Regions from separate parts of the Canis lupus genome. Here region 2 is linked to region 1. The links are chromatin contacts, called in public Hi-C maps. All regions are on one chromosome and are shown on one strand. The core of a region is the stretch at or near the end of the contact, and the rest is flanking DNA. Distances in the headings are between cores, read along the strand shown. Region 1 overlaps IKZF1 (DNA-binding protein Ikaros). Region 2 has its middle 38 kb from the start of FIGNL1.

Evidence for each region. A called contact is a pair of places that touch in the nucleus more often than the background predicts.
Region 2: a contact with region 1 is called in a Hi-C map of blood, with 1.7 times the contacts expected there. The contact joins two enhancer-like sites.

Annotation. Positions count from the first base shown.
Region 1 is chr18:1,881,107-1,887,547 of UU_Cfam_GSD_1.0, forward strand. All of the region lies in intron 3 of IKZF1 (DNA-binding protein Ikaros), which reads left to right. Among named protein-coding and RNA genes, the nearest start is that of IKZF1, 57 kb to the left of the region's middle. Within about 2 kb of position 5,010, at least 2 of the 20 cell types and tissues checked have an H3K27ac peak or open chromatin away from gene starts, as enhancers often do. A contact at or near this core is called in blood, where this site is marked.
Region 2 is chr18:1,918,978-1,925,151 of UU_Cfam_GSD_1.0, forward strand. No RefSeq gene overlaps it. Among named protein-coding and RNA genes, the nearest start is that of FIGNL1, 38 kb to the right of the region's middle. Within about 2 kb of position 4,699, at least 3 of the 20 cell types and tissues checked have an H3K27ac peak or open chromatin away from gene starts, as enhancers often do. A contact at or near this core is called in blood, where this site is marked.

The DNA.
Region 1 (6,441 bases), core at 3,760-6,259:
TGAAGTTAAGCTGCTTTCTCCCACGTATTTTGCGACGTGAACGAACTTCTGAAAATGTGCAGATCCGATCGTTGTCTTCAGGTTGTTGAGTCACCCATTCTGTCCTGAGCACCTGGCGTGTCGTAGGCAACGTGCGGGGAGCGGGGGAGGAGGGAAGCAGGTCCCTGCAGCCCTTTGTCTGAGCACAGAAGTGGGCTCCCGACCTCGTCAAGTCCAGAACCGAGCCATATGCCCCGAGGATTCTGGGCCGGGGGTGGCCGGAGGGCGGGCGGGCTCTGACGCAGGCACCACAAGGGCGGGAGGCTGCAGCCAGCGCTGGGGAGAGCCAGTGACCTCCGGAGCGTGGGGCGAACGGGGCTCTCCCCAGTGGAGACCGCGGCGGAGGCTGTTAGGAAGTGACTGTATGGCCGCCGAGCAGGGGCCGCAGGGAGTCCACAAACGGGGTGCGGTCAGTGAGAGGGGTTTTTCTTACATTATCCGTTGAGGTGCATGCATTTGATTATCTGAATTGAATGACGTGCTGAGGGCCACTGTCACCGCTGACCAGTCCTGCAGGGGCTCGGACCCGGGCCTTGGGGCTGGGTGCTCGCAGCAGCAGTGCAGGCCGCCGGGAGCTCTGGGAGCAGACGGTGGCGAGGAGGGCGGCCCTCAGCATGAGCGTCTTGGGGCACAGGCCCGGACCCGGGAGGGCAGCCCGAAGGCGAGGTCCACAGGATGCCTAGCCACCAGCGAGCCAGGGTGGCAGGAAGCACTGGCAGGATGTGGCACAAGCCGAGGCAGCCTCGGCCGGGCGGTGGTGCCGGGAGGTGATGCGACGGGAGAGCAGGAAGCGAGAAGCCCTGCAGGAGAAGACGTGGGCTGTGGGGGCCCAGGGTGGGGGGGGGGGGGCGCGTGCGTCAGGCCCGCGGGGATGCAGATGCCAGCTCCCCTGGCGCAGGCGGGATGGGGAGGGACGCGGGGGCTAGCGAAGGCGCTCGTACTCGGATTTGGGAGCTGAGTGGCGACAGCCAGGTGAGCTCCGCAGCCGAGGGGCCCGGCGGCGTCCGTGGGTCAGACTCCAAGGTGGTGTGTAGCTCAGGCTCCCGCTGGGTGAGGCTGAGACAGCAGTGCCTCCCCGGGAAGGGCAGTCGGGACGCATGAGCAGTGCCCCCTGCCCCTGGCGGACCCTGGGGCTCCCCAGGGTGGACGGTGGGGGAGGAACCAACATGCGTCCCAGGACCGTACGGGTACGGAGTTCCCGGAGAACCCGGGCCTGGTCCCCATGACGTTAACCACTCCCCCAGCAGGAGCCAGCGTGGTGCTTCGGCGCTGACCAGGCTCACCTGTCCCGTCCCTGGCCTTTCTCTGCTGCCCCAGGTGGGGACCCTGTTGCTGGCACGGGGTGGGGTTGGGTTGCCAATCCTGAAACGCTGGGTCGGTAAGCCCCACAAGGTCACCACAGACCACACTTACCCAGGTCACTAGGATGTTAATAACCCGACCGGGCCCAACAGGCTAATAGGATTTAAAGGCCAGACCCCAGCCTCTTGCTAGCTTCTCCTAAATACAAATCTACATGTGTTTACCGTCCCCAAAAAATTGTCCGCATCCTTCTTTGACTTCAAAGTGGAACAGACTTCCTCCTCCTGTTTTGAAGAATCTCAGGTCTGTTTTCACCTCTCCCTAAGGTGACAAGAGCATGAGAAATTCAGGTGCACGACCAAATGCAAAGTGAAGTGTGGTTTGTGGGCATTTTATCTTTTTTTTTTTTTTTTCCAGAATGTTCATCAGCATCACAGTCTGAACAGAATTCAGAATCCAAGCCATTGACGGCATTTTCTTTGAAAATATTAGGACAGTTTGTCGAATAAAAATTCCTCCCAAATGAACAGGACAGGACAGGACAGAAAGGATGGGGTAGGACCAGACAGGACAGGACAGGATGGGGTAGGACCAGCTAGGACAGGACAAGACAGAAAGGATGGGGTAGGACCAGCTAGGACAGGACAGGACAGGATGGGGTAGACCAGGTAGGACACGGCTGGACAGGATGGGGTAGGACCAGCTAGGACAGGACAGGACAGGATGGGGTAGGACCAGCTAGGACAGGACAGGACAGGACAGGGTGAGTTTCCCACGTTCCTGTTGTGCACAACTACCATCCATGGATGCTGTGTTTTTCTCCCAGACCAAGGAGTTAGTTGTGCATGAATATGTGTGGTGCGTGACCAAGAGCCAATTCCTATCGGCTCACCTTTCTTAGGGGATTAGAACAGCTCTGTAGCTACAGCCGTGTTTTGTTTTTTAAGCTTTTTGTCCATCTTAGGGAATCAAGGATGAAGGACAAAACTCAGAGTGTCCATTTGAATGATGGTAGGCAGGGAACGGATTCTCCCGCAAACGATGAGCATTCAGTGCTCACGAGGTGCCGTGTCGTGTCCTGGATTTCAGGGTTTTCCCTGGGGTGACCCAAGCCCCAGGCAAGTCAACATTTTCCACCACCAGACAGTTGGTAACTAGTGTGCCTCTCGAATCCCTCTGCTCCTGAACTCACGAGTTACAGTGACCGTGAACACCTCGCGCCACTGTGTTCATCACAATGCGGACCACCCGTGGCCTGTGCAGCTGCGCGGGCGCCAAGGGAAGCCGAGCTTCCCGACCCATCTGAGCAGCATCTCAGGGCGTGCGACAGTGTCCGATTCAACACTTAATCAGTCTGAGACCCAGTGTTGTCATGCCCTCCTTTTTAAAAGGCAAGACTTTGCCCCCTCTCCCGTTAGGTGGATGGGCCAGCCCGGTGCGTACAGACACGGGCCTTGGAGAAGTTGACCTGACAAGTTGGAGGTCAGCGCCAAGGTCACTGTGAAACTGGCATCTCCTCACTGGCTGGCCGCGGACGCCGAGCTCAGGTGCGCCCAGCAAGCGGCCGCTCACCTGCCCGTTTGAGGGGCAGCACGGTAGTGACCGCCTCCGTTAGGTGCAGACGGTCACGGGCGGCATGAGTCAGGAGGCCTGAGGGGTGGTTAGGACATAATTAAGGGGGTCGCTTCCAGGAACAGCTTTGTGAGCCTCTCCCAAACGCCGCCCACTGTTTTAATGGACTTTTCCTGGGAGAGCAGGGAGGCTCTGTGACCGGGGAAGTTTGGAAGCTCGCCGCAGTTTTAGCAAGGTCTGTTTCTTGGAGACACTGGGGGATGGGGGGCGTCCCCCCTCCACTAATTCAGGGGGTGGCCCAACAAGTTTAGTTGCAGCTACGCCGTGCTCACAGCTCCGATAGACATGGGGACGCCACCCTTGGGGAGCACACTCGGTGCATGTGTGTGCATGCACGCACGGCTGCATGTGTGCACGTGGGCGGTATCTGCTAAGCCTCCAGGTCTCGGCACATGGTGGGAAGCTCTGACCTATAAAAACAGAACAAGAACTTGGAGATTCAAGGCGCTGATAACATTTACGAAGGCGGCTGATAAGGAATACCCACAGACATTGATAGCTCTTCTTGAGCGAGGGAAAAACACTCATTTTTCCCCCACTCAGTGGGTCGTGAGAACATTTCTGATGCTCTACGAACACTTTCTAAGAAATGTTGAAAATAAAGAACGTTTGCCGCACAATTCAGCCCGGCAAGAAACACACTGCTTTTGTGAAGATGCGCGCTGTCCTGGGACAAGCTGTGCCGCGGTGCCCAGACCTAGGGTCCGTGCCCACCAGTCCTGCCCAAAACCTCCTCGCGGCTCCAGCGTGTGTTCTCGGCTACCAGCCCTAGGATGCGCAGCACAGCAGAGCTTGTGCAAACGTGCCGGGAGCTCAGACCTCTGCGTGTCACGGCCCTGCTCCTGGCACCCCTGGGTTACTTTCCAGGTGCCTGAGTGAAGGCTCAGCATTAGCGGATTAGTGGCTAACTAATGATTTTGAGCAATAATACTTTCTTTAAAAAAAAAAAAAAGATGGGGATCCCTGGGTGGCGCAGCGGTTTGGTGCCTGCCTTTGGCCCAGGGCGCGATCCTGGAGACCCGGGATCGAATCCCACATCGGGCTCCCGGTGCATGGAGCCTGCTTCTCCCTCTGCCTGTGTCTCTGCCTCTCTCTCTCTCTGTGACTATCATAAATAAATAAATAAAAAAAAAATTAAAAAAAAAAAGATGACCCTTGTTTTTATTTATTTTTATTTTTTATTTTTTAAGATTTTATTTATTTATTCATGAGAGACACAGGCAGAGGGAGAAGCAGTCTCCAAGCAGGGAGCCCGATGCGGAACTCAATCTGGATCTCCAGGACCACACCCTGGGCCACCCAGGGATCCCTGGCCCTTGTTTTTATTTTTTTTTTAATTTTTTTTTCCCAACCCTTGTTTTTAGATGCTTACTCTATCTCGTGAACACTATCAAAAGCCAGCTTTCTTTTCTCCTTCTTAATTGCAGTTGTATATGGGGCCGATGGCTTTAGGGATTTTCACGCACTAATTCCCAAATCTTTCTCCCGTAAGTATATGCCTTGCTTCTGGAAAACAGAAACACGTATCCATTCCATACTCCATTTCCATGGTGTAAATATTGTGAATGCATGATTCTCCCCATCCTGGCCATTCCATGTCTGCCGTCCAGGGCATTGCTGACCCAGTAAAGTGCATGTGTAACCCTTGGGACCGTTGGAAGGTGCACTGTGGATCATGCCTTTCATTGTGGCTGTGGGGTAATAGGGGTAGAAGGGACGCAAGCACTGAATTGTTGCTCTGCCAAAGCCGGTCATCAGCCCTGCCCTTACCACGCTGAGTGTCCCCTTGCGAGTGAGCGTGGGGATGGCCAGACTTCCTCTCCCCATGAGACAGCCCAACGTATTCGCACAATGACTTTTGCAAATCTGTGGGACGGGAGGAAGATACACACTCTCCTTCTGTTGCTCTGAGGTATTAATTTCAGAACCGAGAAGAGAAACATCCCGGGGCTCGGGGCCGTTAGGCTGCGGTGCGGTACCTCGCTGCCCGAGCACACACATTAGTGCCTGGTGCGCACAGGACGTTCCTGATCTGAGCTGTTAAAACCAAAAGCAGATGTTGATTTCATTTTTAGGTCTGGGGAGATGAGAACCCATAGATAGGTGAGGGCAGCGGCTTGGAGGGAGCATTTTAGGGACTAGAATGTGCTTTTTAAACATTTCTTAAAAATGCTTTAAAATATTTAAAGGAACCTGAATTGGTCGCCTCCTTTGGACCGACGGCCTCCGAGCCTGCACTAGTAAATTCCTCGCTGCTGTAAAGCAACACCAGCAAACAGGGTGTGCTCGTTAACACCGCAGCAGTTGCTGATCCAGGCACAACCCCAAAAGGTGTCAGTAACGGTAAAAGTAGTCTTCTGACATCCTGCTCATCAAAACTATTTGACGTCTAAAGGATTTAGCAACAACCCAGATTGGTGATTGCTTTCCCAGGACGTGAACGTCGTCGAGATCTTTCTCTAACCAAGCTTCCTTTGGTTCAACTTGGAAACAAGAGCTTGGGATTTATCTCTGGGAGACGCGGATGCGGGTATACGTGTCCATATGTGCACGTATGTGCGTGTGGGTGCTCATACAATCCCATAAAACACAAAGGTGCCAGGACAGAGAGGTTTGGAGGTGAGCCCTCACGCTGCTGCGAGGTTGAGAAGTCAGATGCACTTACAAGTCAGAAAACACATTCTGAGATGTTTTCACTAAACCCGAGGGAGGTTCCGGGGCAAGCATTCGGTGATGTGCTCACGTAAACATACGTGCTACGTGCAGATTTTATAAGGTCGATGATACATGTTTTGATAGATGCCAGTCTAGACGTTTATGCAAATGGCTTCTCCTTCCTCCCCACCCCCTCCCAGCTCCCCAGACTGTGAATACCCTCCCCCTCCCCCCTGCACAGAGGGCTGTGCACCTGGAGGACTTCCCGCCTCCCCCGCCCCCAGCAACCCAGCTGCCCTGCGCCGACACCGCCGCCTGCTGCGCAGGGTGGAGAATTGCCCCAGTCACCCCTCCTCGTCTGTTTTCCTTCTATGAAAATTAAAGACATGACCTGTCTGACCCTGCTACCTCCTCCATCCCAGTTTCTGTTCCTAGTCACCTGAGGAAAACATACACGTGCTTGTAAGTCATGACCTTGTCAGACTCCTCCTCCTCTGCCTCTGACTTCTTTGCATTTAGAGGCCAAAGGTATCAAAGAATGATAAAAATGTGCCTCATCGTGCATCTTCACAAGAAAAATACCCCTACGTTTTATTGGGGCTTTTTTTCTTTGTTTTTTTTGGTTTTTGTTGGATGTGGCACCCACACGGGTCTTGAATTCATGACTCTGAGACCATGACCTGAGCCAAGATCAAGAGTCAGACCCTTAACGGACTGAGCCACCCACGCGCCCCCCCTCAAACCTCTATGTTTTAAATGATAGAAGTTATAACAAGTTGCTTTATGAGCTTAAAGATGCTTAAAAGTTCTCCT
Region 2 (6,174 bases), core at 3,449-5,948, 38 kb after region 1:
AGCGCGGGCTCCGCGCCTCGCAGGGCCGAGGGGGGTAACTAGGCCGCGGGTAGGACGTCCCATCTGCACAAGGTGAGGCTCTGCTGAAACACAGAGGCCGGGCACTTCCCATCAGGCCCTGTCACCTGTTCCCCAGGGACACTCTCAAGGGCAGCCCTTGACCTGCAGCATCTCCTGGGGGAGCGTCCGGCCTCCGTAGCTGAGCAAACTGGGAGCGTGTTGCCCGCACTGAAGGGACGGGGCACCCGGGAGAGTGGGCTCCGCCGCCTGACCCCGGGCCCGCACGGCTGGGCGAGCGCAGCCCCCGACCGCAAGGCTGTCTGCCCCTACCCGGGAGAAGTGCGCCCAGCCTCGGGGCAGGGGGGCCCTGGGAGGGACCAGTGGGCTGGGGAGCGAGGAGCGTGTCTGCGTGAGCCTTGCACGCATGTCCTCATGCGCCCCGTAGGTAGAACTGGGAGGAATCCGGAGGGAAAGCGTCGCTGGCACGAATCCCTCGCAGGCCTCCCTGCTCTCGGTGGCACACGCTGGAGGCTCATCCTGGAGCCCCAGAGGCGGCCAGTGGGTGAGGGCCAGCTTCCAAATCGCAACTCCAGGAGCCCATGGTGGGATGAGAGACTCCACGTCGGGGTTCATCACAGGAATGATTATTCTCAGCACATCTTCTGACACGGAACCTTTGGGGTCCACGTGCCTTCCCCAGTCCCTGCGCGCTGTGACTCAGTGGTGCATCCACTCCATGGGCTCAAAGGGGGCGTTCCACCCTGGGGAGGCTGACCCGGAGGGGGTGCCCCCTTTGTGGGATGGCAGTGAGGGTGCCTGGTGGCTTCCGGGAGGACGGCACCAGATTCCAGGAGGGATGCAGCAAGATGCGGGGAGCCCGTAGCAGGTGCAGAGGACCCAGAAGAGGCTGACTGTCCCCAGCCACCTGGGCACCGCCTGGGCACCCCCACCCTCCCCAGGGCTGCTCCTGAGTTTTCCTGCGTGCATTTGATCATTCCCGCCGAACCGCTGCTCTTGGGCACTTCACTTCTGTTCCTGATGAGTGCCATAGATTTAGAAATCACACTAACATAGATGATAGATGATAGATAGATAGATAGATAGATAGATAGATAGATAGATGATAGAATATATCTGTATATAAATAAATCTATATATATATGTTTTATATAATATAAAGATTTTATTTATTTGAGAGAGAGCGTGAACAGGGGAGCAGGGACAATGCGGGACTCGGTCCCAGGACCCCAGGATCATGACCTGAGTAGAAAGTAGATGCTTAACTAACCGAGTCACCCAGGCGCCCCTGAAAGTCACACTATATTTTAAATGTTAGTGTGAAATTGGGGGAGCTAAAGATCAGGATTGCAGGTGCAGAGACCAAAGAGCCCCAATCCCGTTGCCAATCAATTAGTCATATTTTCAGTCAAAACCAAAAGCCTTGGAGGCTCTGTGACTCCCTGGTGAAAGCGTGCACAGTCATCGGAACCCACGCATTTCTCCAGGAACAGGATCCCTTTGGCAGTTTCTAAAAGTCCCGTGCTCTCCTTGCACGGCTCCTCAACCCCCAGCACAGAGCAAAGCGCTAGAGGAATCCTGAGGAATCCTGGGAACCTGGCGACTGGTCCAGGCCTGGCGGGGAGGGTGGGGTGCCTTCCGCTGCAGGCCGGGTCTGCTCACTGTGTTTGGGTTTGCTCTGCCCCAGATCTGCAGCCACAGGAGCCCCTCCCTAACTCCCCTTCCCCTGGGGAACCCCAAGCATCACTGCTCTCGGGGCTCCATGGGGGTGGCACATGCCTTCCCCCAAACACCACCCCATCCAGCCCTCTCACAGGAGCAAACGGAGCCCCTTGGCTCAGTCATGGCTCACAGCCAGGCTCCTGTCCTCCCTCTGGCCTCTCCTGCCCTGAATCCAAATCCCCAGTCCCCGCCTGCTCCAGGACGCTGGTGCCAATGCTTCCAAACCCTGGTTTTCTGAATGCAGCTCCCAATCAGCTGGGTGGTCGTTAAAAGTGCAGCTTCTGGAGGCCCGCGCCTGACCATCCTGGAGCTGGAGGGCTGCATGGAGCCCACCCAGCAGGCCTGGGACCCGCGAAGCCGTGTCCTCATCCTGTTTCTCCCCACACAGTTTACAGATTAACCTTCTTCCTCTGCCCAAACCTTTTTTCCTTTTTTTTTTCTTTATTTTTTTTTTTTTTTTTGAGGGAGGAAGAACAATCAATGACTCTCTCTTCCCCCTCTTGAGTCTGAAACAACTGAGAGACAAGGGGATCAGAGAATGGAAAACCAAAATAAATTGCTACGTTACCCATAAAGCCTAGATTGGAGGACACAGCCTAGTGAGCGGCCACCGCAGGCTCGCCAGCCCCTTGGCCTGCAGCAGAGCAGCGTGCTCCCTGGATGCAGGCAGCACCTCCGTCCGCACACCCCCAGAAACACTGAGCCCCAGCGGGGACACGGGATGGGCCACCCAGCAGGCCGCACACCGCAGCAGAGCTAAAGGAAACGTGCTCAGCTCCTGCCTCCAGGAGACTGTGAAGAGGTGACCATGCAGGCGACAGGGAGCCCCTCGAGCTTGGAGGGGAGATGCAGTGGGAGGCAGGGAGGACCCAGCAGGGGGTCAAGCTGCTGACCTTGGGGGGGAATCCAGCGGAGATGGAAGCAAAGAGGTGAGGCCTTGGGTTCTTGCCACTAGAAGGAGATTTCCATGAACAGGGTGGTTTGGGATTTTTTTTTTAAAGATTTATTTATTTGGGATCCCTGGGTGGCGCAGCGGTTTGGCGCCTGCCTTTGGCCCGGGGCACGATCCTGGAGACCCGGGATCGAATCCCACGTCGGGCTCCCGGTGCATGGAGCCTGCTTCTCCCTCTGCCTGTGTCTCTGCCTCTCTGTCTCTCTCTGTGTGACTATCATGAATAAATAAATAAAATCTTAAAAAAAAAAAATAAAGATTTATTTATTTATTTGAGAAAGGGGGGTGGGCGGAGGGAGAGGGAGAGTCCTGGAGCAGACTCCCTACTGAGCAGAGAGCCTGATGTGGGGCTGGACCCAGAGAGCCTGACGTGGGGCTGGACTCAGGTCATGACCTGAGCTGAAATCAAGAGTCAGGGGATTAACCAACTGAGTCCCCCAGGGCCCCTGGGATTTCTTTTTTTTTTTTTTTAAGATTTTATTTATTTATTCATGAGAGACACAGACACAGAGAGAGAGGCAGAGACCCAGACAGAGGGAGAAGCAGGCTCCATGCGGGGAGGCCGACTTGGAACTCGATCCTGGGACCCCGGGGTCACGCCCTGGGCCGAAGGCAGATGCTCAACCGCTGAGCCCCCCGGGATCCCTTTTTTTTTTAATGTACTAACTGCCACATCCTCGGTGTCAACAGGACATGGACCGCCCTCAGTGCCTGCCCTGGCCTGAGTCTTTGTGTTCCCTCTAAGCCATGCTTGGAAATCCCAGCAGCCTTCAGGAGTGGGACCAGTGCCTCCCGAAAGGGGCCCCAAAGAGATCCTTGTCCTCGAGGATCCAGGGCAAAGCCATGACCCCAAAAGAGGGTCCTCAGGCCGAGCCTGGCCTCACATGTGCAGCTTCCAGAACCGTGGGAAGTGGTGCCCGGTGAGTGCGGCAGTGGCCACGGCCATGGCAGCCAGGGTGGGACCATCTCCTGGGGCTCCCGGCCATTGCCCCTAGAGGCACTAATGGTCTCAGAGCCCAGACGAGCCATTGGACCACAGAGCCCAGAGAGGCCAGAGAGGTTGGGGTGCACTGAAGCCAACGGGCGGCAGGAACAGGTGAGCAGGTTTGAGCTCTGCACGGCCCCAGCATGCGATGGCCGACTCTAAGGAAAGTGACAGGTGAGCCACCTGTCTGGGGAGCGGGGGGCAGGGGTGGGTGATGAGAGCCGGGCCCCAAGAGGCAAGTCAGCTGTGAGCGGCACCCGGACCTTCTCTGTGCAGAGGCCAGGCCACCACCAGGTCCGGGCAGCGGCGACAACAGGCTGGAGGAAAAGCCGCAGGCTGGGGGTCCGGGCACTCCCGGGGACCCTGGAGGAGCCCCTAACCCGGGGCCGGGCGCCTCAGCTTGGACCCGCCACTTGCGAGGTGCCGGGGTCTGGGCAGCGCTTCCCTTGGGGGCAGGCTCAGACCTCGTGGGACGTCCCCTCGCTCTGTTCGCCCCTCGGCCAGGCCGAGGTCAGCGGCGAGGCGGACACCGTGCCTGGGCCCCTGGCTGCCGTCCCCCCGCCCCGGCAGCAGCTGGGCTGCGGCCACCCGGTGAGTCGGCACCACGGGAAGCAGATGCAGCCCCCGAGGTCCCTGTGCACAACTGGGAACCAGCCGGTTGGGGAGGAAATTTGCATAACAGGGATAATTTGGTACCAAAACTGTCCCCTCAAGTGAACTGCATGGATCTCGGTACAGCTAACAAATTTCACTTCTTCTTTCCCATGTTTTGTCAAACCAACTAGATGTGACATTGAGCGTGTGAATTGTCCCGAGATGTCCTGTCTGTCCCTTCAGGGGTCAGCCCCAGGCCTCCCTGCCGCACTGCCCGTCCCTGGGCCGCCCGCGCGAGGGGCCTCTCCCTGGGTGCCCTGGGCTCACGCACTCAGGCCCACGCCCAGCAGGAGGGGCCCAGGCACTCCAGAAGCCTGCTGGCCCCGACCCTGCGGTGGCATCACCTCCGGGGCATCTCAGCCCGCCCGGCACCTGTGGCAGCTTCCTCATCACATCTCCCTCCCTCTTCCTGTGGGTGAGGGCGGGCCGGGCCCCACAGCAAGGAGGGTCTGTGGTTTGGGGGCCCTCATCTGATTCCCCTTTCAGGGCCTCCTCCCTCTGGGCCCTGCCCCTCACAAGGCCTGCCGTGGCCACCCCTGCCCACACCCAGGTCCCATCCCTGAAAACATCAGGATGCCTCTTCAGAACCGAGGGTTGCCAGCCAGTGGGAAGCCGGCTGCACGTTTATATGCAGTGTGAGTTCAGGGAGGTCTGCTGCCCTGAGAGGTCATGGAAGCTGGTCTAGGCTGCAAGTCCACTCCCTCCGGGAAGGCTTCTAGCTTTGCCATCACCTGACTCCATATGGTCCCTGCAGCGTCATCACTGCTGGATGAGTCATGTGACAAGGCTGAGCTCACTGTACCGAGCTGGGTTTTGGAACTTTCTCAAGACCAGATCTCTGGGTTCCTGGAATCCGTGGGGGCTTTCATGGTACGGTGGGTCAAGTGCCCACCTCCTCCATTAGACTGAGCTTCTGGAGGGCAGAAGTCTCGCCTCCATCATCCCCAGACTCCCCACAGCAAAGTCAGACACTCCCAGCTCCAGGAATGGTGTGTGCCTTGTGGAATAGACCTTCAGTTCTGCTCCCTGGGCTCCCTAAGGTCTTATCTTGCCTGAGGTGATGACCTAGACTACCCCACAACTCTTCCTTCCGAAGCCTCCTCCCATCTCTCCACTTGCCTCAGGGCCAGCATCACTCTCCTTGGAGACAGGCATGAGGCAATGGGACCCAGGCCCCAGGCTCCCTGGCTCCCTGAGGCTCTCCAGGAGGGTCCCGTCTGCATTCTGGCATTTGGGCCCTTGCAGGGGTGGGAGGTCCCATCCAGGGGACAAGCTGAGCGGTCCTGAGGGGAAGCTGCTGTATGGAGTAAGAAGACAGAAAGGCAGGCCGGCTGGGGTCCCCGGACCAAGTGCATCTCAGTAAAATCTGGAGAGGCAGAGAGGAGAAGAAGCAGAGTCATGCAAAATATCCAGTTAAAACCAGAGAAGGCAGAAAGAGTGGAAGACAAAAGGGAAGAGAAAAGGAGCCGAGGAGGGGAAGGGAGGGGAAGAGTGGAGGAGAGAGAAAAGAAGAAAGAAAGTAGACAAGACAAATAAATAAGAAGAGAAAGAAGAACAGAAGAAATAAGAAAGAAAGAAGACAGAAAGACGCCAGATCGCCCATCAAAGACGAAAGATCGACATCAAAGCCTCAGTCAGGCGGGTACGTCAGACTCCGACAGTAATTGAATTGGAAGGCGAAGTAGGAAGTAAAGCAACCCAATATATGGGAAGCAGTAGGAGAGTAGTAGACACGAATCCAATTTTATCAGTATTTAAGCACCATTGGTCTAAATGCCCCAGTTAAAGGGGGTACCTGGTGGCTCAGTCAGTTAGGTGTCTGACTCTTGATTTTGGCTCAGAT